Regions from separate parts of the Mus musculus genome. Here region 1 is linked to region 2. A link is a contact called in public Hi-C data. All regions are on one chromosome and are shown on one strand. The core of a region is the stretch at or near the end of the contact, and the rest is flanking DNA. Distances in the headings are between cores, read along the strand shown.

Region 1 (2,700 bases), core at 17-2,516, 280 kb after region 2:
GACCTTCAAAGTCATCTCATCATTATCTGTAAGAGTTTTCATCCCTGAGGCCTGAACACTCCTGTGCAAGGAAGCAGGCAGCCAAATTTATCTTTGAGTAGTGCCAGCCATTGCAAGGGCTTCCCCATGCCGAGCTGACATTCAGCAGTGTTTGCTGAATGGAGAAGGGTTTTTAACACGGTGCACAAATCCCTTGGAAGCACTCATATATCTGTTTAGAAATGATTTGTCCTCCCATAGAGTAGTGGAAACTCCTTTCTAAAGCAGGACTCAAAACTGTTAAACCAGCAGGAAAAACAGCAATAAACATGCAGGATCCGGGTTTGACTTGGGAAGGAAGAGTTGGGCCTGGAATTTGGGTTTCTCTGTGAAGGAGGTGCTGTTCTCAGCAAAGCTTTGCCTGCTGGGAAGTCATTTTGCCAGCTGAAATACACTTTTACAGTTGATTCCGTACCGATAGGAAAATATCGCCTGGCAGTCTCTTTGCATCTGGGACGGGGGCCACATCCTTAGAGCCTGCTGGGACTCCTCCCCTGAGAGACAGGCCTGAAGCCAAGTTTATTTACTTAAGAGTCTAGGGACCTGATTAATTGCAAAAGCAGCCATTTAAAAAGTCTGCTGTTGATTTTTAAAAGCACATTACTAGCTGGCTGGAGCGGCCCACACCTGTCATCTAGGCATCAGGAAAGTAGGAGGATTACTGTGAGTTAGAAGCTAGCTATCCTGGGTCACATGAGCTGTAGGCTAGTCTGGGCCACATGGGCAAGCAGGGCGTGGGAGGCAACCTTACTGGTCCTGCTATGTTATCTGTAGCTGCAAGTGTAGGTTGTGAGGCCAGCGGCCCAGTCTTTGAATACCTTCTCTGGCACTATATAAGGTATGTGGCCTTGGCTAGATAAAGGAGACTCTGAGGCCCAGAGTTCCTCAGAGGTGAGAAGATAACCCTCTTAGTTCCTTGGTCAGCACTCAAAAAGTTTTCGATCCTATTTTCTACTAACAACATCAGTTGCTGTGCTGACAGGATGGAAACACACATTAGAAAAGGCTGGGTCCACCCAGGACCACTGGCCCTCTCATTACTACCACAGGATGGTGAGGAGCGAAAAGGATCATGGCGACAAAAAAACATACCCCACGGAAGAGGCCTTCCAACGGTATGGTTTTCTGTGAAAAGGACTGAAGTGGCTGCCTTTAAAGACACATGTCCTGTGGCATTTGGAAGGAGGAGGGGAAATGCAGACTGTAGAGAAGTGACGAGCGCCAGGGCCCACTTCAGCTCTGACTCTTTCAGTTGGCCGAGGAGCTCAGTGATCTGCACGCTGTGATATGGTAGCGGAACCAGGCCAACTCTGCGTTTTGAGAAAGCTGCTGTGGGTGCGTTTCCAACACAGAGCGCCTGCTGGAAACACCTAGCACGCGAGGAACAGCTAGCAGATGAACAGGCCTTTTTTTTTTTTTTTTTTTTTTTTTGTCCCAGACACCAAGAGAGGAAATCCAAAATTGAGCTGCCTTTTCGGAGCAATGCTGTCTTAGGAACTCTTAGAGGGAAACTGAGAAACCAGACATCATGAAAAGTGCTTCTGTTCGTAGATGGAGCTTGGGGACTCTTATGGAAGAATAAGGGAAGGATTGTGGGCCCCAAACAGGATAGGAACTCCACAGAACAACCAACAGAGTCAACTAACCTGGACCCTTGGAGTCCTCAGAGACAGAACTACTGACCAAAGAACTTACACAGGCTGGATCATTGCCTGCACATATGTAGCAGATGTGCAGCTTGGTCTTCATGTAGGTCCTGAATAACTGCAGCTGGGGCTATCCCCAAAGCTGTTGCCTGTCCATGGGATATGTTCTTCTAGCTGGGCTGCCTTGCCGGGCCTCAGTGGGAGAGGATGTGCCTAGCCTTGCAAAGATTTGATGTGACAGGGTGCAGGGATATCCAAAGGGCCCCAATCTCTTGGAGGAGAAGAGGAGGGAGGATGGAGGGGGGGGAGGAATGTGGGAGGGGGTAACGGAGAGGGGGAAAGTGAGTGGGATGTAAAGTGAATTAAAAAAAAATTCTTTACTAAAGGTGAAGGAGTTTTAAAAAGTGCTTCTGCTTTCCCCCTACTAATCAGCACTGTAATCTTACAGTTACTACATTTGTGTGTTGTTGGCAAGTCATAATAGTTGAAGGTAAGTTAGAAGGAATGAATACAGACCAAGACTCTGGCTTTGAGCCTTGGTGAAGGTGGGTCATTTCTGACAAGTTTCAAAACCTTTCTGCGTGGGAGGGTGTGGTGATCTGTGAATGAGGTCAGAAGCACAGGTGTGAAAGAAAGGGTTTCACAGGTTCACCGTTCAGGGCTCTTAACATAAGGAACAGAGGTGAGCTTTTGAGGTCTTCAAAGACATGGAATTTTAGATTGCATATGTACAAATGTATACGGAGCTGGAAGGACCTACCTGCCCCCATCTAGGATGCTAATTTCCTGTGAGGGTAACAGAACTATATGAGAGAAAGGGGGCCCATGTCACTACTTCCTGTGAGTCTTATATTTGCAGACAAATATCTTTTAGTGACATGCTAGGGACTGACCTCAGAACCACAGCCTTGGGCATGCTAAGAAAGTGGTCTACCACTGAGCTACGTCTCTAGTCTAAAAAAGAGTATCTTTTAAGGAAATGTATATTTGGGGGCCAGAGATATGGCTCAATGGT
Region 2 (2,700 bases), core at 81-2,580:
CCATAACAAAATTCAATTTAGAATGCTAATTTTAAAAGTTAAGTACAGGCCAGGCGTGGTGGTGCACGCCTTTAATCCCAGCACTCAGGAGGCAAAGGCAGGCAGATTTCTGAGTTCGAGGCCAGCCTGGTCTACAAAATGAGTTCCAGGACAGCCAGGGCTATACAGAGAAACCCTGTCTCGAACACCACCCCCCCCCAAAAAAAAGTTAAGTACAAAAGGAGGGAACAACCTAAAATTTCATTACTCTTTACTTAGTGCCTATCATATGTCAGGCACTTTGGAAATTTACAAGCTGTCTCACATAGTCACTTCTTCTGGAGGTAAATAGAATTAGCTTCACTGGTCAGAAGAGGAATTGTATAGTGCAGGAGGATTAGTCATTTGCCCAGGGTTCCTGGTGAATAATTGGCAAAGCTAAGATTTCAACACCGGTGTCTTGGATATCAAAGCCAGACACATAGCCCTTGTCTGAAGATGAAAGCAAACAACTATTTTGCAAATATCTTCAGCATGCTGGACTTTGCAATAGACACTGCAGTCTTGGGATGCAGAGTGAAGTTCCCCTGAGGATCTGAAAGTTCACAGCTCTGTTAAGAACCTCATGTCACATAGGTGTCTCCATTGGCAGCACAAACCGTTTGGAGGGAGTTGATAAGAGGTTCCTGGGTTTAAGATGTCATATTTGACCTATGGCTTCTTTGGGGCCATGAAATGGACATTAAAGCTTCCAAGTACTCAGTACTGAACACATTTGAGAGCCTGGTTTGTCAACCATGACAATTAATATATCCTTCTTTACCTTACCCTGCATCAGAGCTGATGTCAGAGTTGAAGTGGAAATGTATCATGTTGAGTGCGAGTGTACTTCCTGGCTCTCTCTAGATCCACCTCACTTCACCATCCTTGCTCCCTCCCTGCCACCCTCACTCCATCCCTGCCCTTCTTCGGGTTCCGTTTCCTTGGTCACACAGCCTTGCTCCTTAACAACCTATTTCTCCTTTTCCTTACCACCTACATCGACACCCCTATGCCAGCCATCTCTCTGCCCCCACTCCCTAACATCACCCCTCTAGCCTGGTCCCTTGATGCCTGCCCCCTCCCTCCCTCTCAACCCGCCTCCTGTGTCTCCCAGCCCTGCTCTGACGTGGGAGGTGAGGGGGGTGGGGGGTTGGATGACTCACAGTGTTATGATGCAGTTCCACAACACACAGCCACATTTACCCACAGACCGAGGTACAGAGCAAGAGGCAACCTCTGCCCCCCAGCAGCTGTCCAGCCTGCAGTCCCAGACCTCAGCCCCTCAACTACCCTCCCCCAATCCCATCCCCTTCCCAATTGAAGGAACCAACAGAGAAGAGAGAAGAGTGAACAGAGAGATTGAAAGAGATAGACGGAGATCTCTGGAGCAGACCTCAAGGTGAGGGGGGCAGCCCTTCTCCAAATCAATTTTTCCCCTTCGCAAATTACCTCTTCCTGCTGTGTGTTGCTTTCTCTCCTTTGCAAAAGCATTATTCATCCACCCTTTGTCCTCCCTTCCCCCTCCCTGCTGCCTCCGCTCCCTCCTCTCTCTCAGCTCCTCCATCCTTCCCCAAGCTCTGACGATTCTCTCGCACTTATTTCCCGGCAACTTTGGCTGCGGCATCAGACATCACTGTTTATTGTTTTTGCTACCGGTGCAGACCCCCAGAGTCAGCCCTGGGAGCTGGCTGCTCTGCTAATTATTCGGACCATACCATACTGAAAATGCCTGGTCCAGGGGGAGGCGAAAACTCAAAGCAATTGAATACATCCGTTGTGAGCACAAGTCCCCCTCCCCTTTTTATTCCCTGAGAGGCACTGGATTCGCACCTGGTTCCACCTGTCTCTGCCTTGTCACTTAGGCTCTCAGTTGCCAGTCTTCCCAGGCACAAGCCCTTCTGCTCCCCCCACCTCCCACAGTCCAGCCTCATCTCAGCTTCAGGGACTCGTCCTCTTCCCAGCACTCACCTTTGTTTTGTTTTCTGACCTCAGTAATTTCCCCGATTTGCTTCACCCCATGACGAGAGAGGGCAGAAATGGGAGAAGTGACCCCAACTCTCCTTTTTATGATTTTTTAATTTAATTTTATTTTTTTGTCCTTTGCAGCTTCTCCTCTGCTGGACAGAGAAGCAGAAAGGGACAGGGAGGGAGGCGTGACAGTGACAGAAGGACAGGGCTAGGGAAGAAGATAGCGGGAGGGGGCAAACCTGGCATCTCCTGGTCCCTTGAAGTAGGTGTTTCAAGGTGGCACCTTGAGGTGAACTACAGGCAAACTTGAAGGAAGATCATGGAAGTGATGCTGAACTGTAGCAAGAAGGGCCAGAATACAATGTCACCCTGAACTAAGCCCAAGGTGTCTTCCTGGGACTCAAGACAACAGTAGAGGACCAAAAACTGAAGATGGTCTCACCCAGGGGGATTTGTGGAGACTGCATGACAGCCCTTCGAGACAGTAGAAGAATCGGGTGCTCATGGCCACCATGGAGGACAGGAGAACAGACTGTTTATGTGGGTAACTGAAGCTGTGCTGCCTCCTCTGCTTGGTGGTCTAGCATCACGAGAGCACTTAGCGGGCATCTCTGAAGGAGACACAGGCCACCCCACCTACAGCTGCAGGATGCTCCACTAGAGAGGCAGAGGCACATCACCTGCTTATCGGAGTTAACAGAAGACACTTCC

What was found. Hi-C and Micro-C count contacts between places; a contact is called where the count stands out from the background.
Region 1: a contact with region 2 is called in a Hi-C map of erythroblasts, with 2.8 times the contacts expected there. The contact joins the enhancer-like site here to the promoter of Ypel4 in region 2. A contact is called at or near these places in 7 of 39 promoter capture datasets (the 3T3-L1 cell line, 3T3-L1-derived adipocytes, the HPC-7 cell line and 3 more), 1 of 15 datasets of contacts at CTCF or cohesin (the NIH/3T3 cell line), 3 of 484 Hi-C or Micro-C datasets (the G1E-ER4 cell line, erythroblasts and granulocyte-monocyte progenitors), 1 of 115 datasets of contacts at active chromatin or transcription factors (memory CD8 T cells) and 2 of 9 other capture datasets (adipose tissue and liver).

What each region holds. Positions count from the first base shown.
Region 1 is chr2:85,011,590-85,014,289 of GRCm38.p6, forward strand. All of the region lies in intron 8 of P2rx3 (purinergic receptor P2X, ligand-gated ion channel, 3), which reads right to left. Among named protein-coding and RNA genes, the nearest start is that of Gm39868, 21 kb to the left of the region's middle. Within about 2 kb of position 1,267, at least 46 of the 459 cell types and tissues checked have an H3K27ac peak or open chromatin away from gene starts, as enhancers often do. A contact at or near this core is called in adipose tissue and erythroblasts, where this site is marked.
Region 2 is chr2:84,732,874-84,735,573 of GRCm38.p6, forward strand. Ypel4 (yippee like 4) reads left to right here and starts at 1,331. Exons shown (of 5, transcript NM_001005342.2): 1 at 1,331-1,420.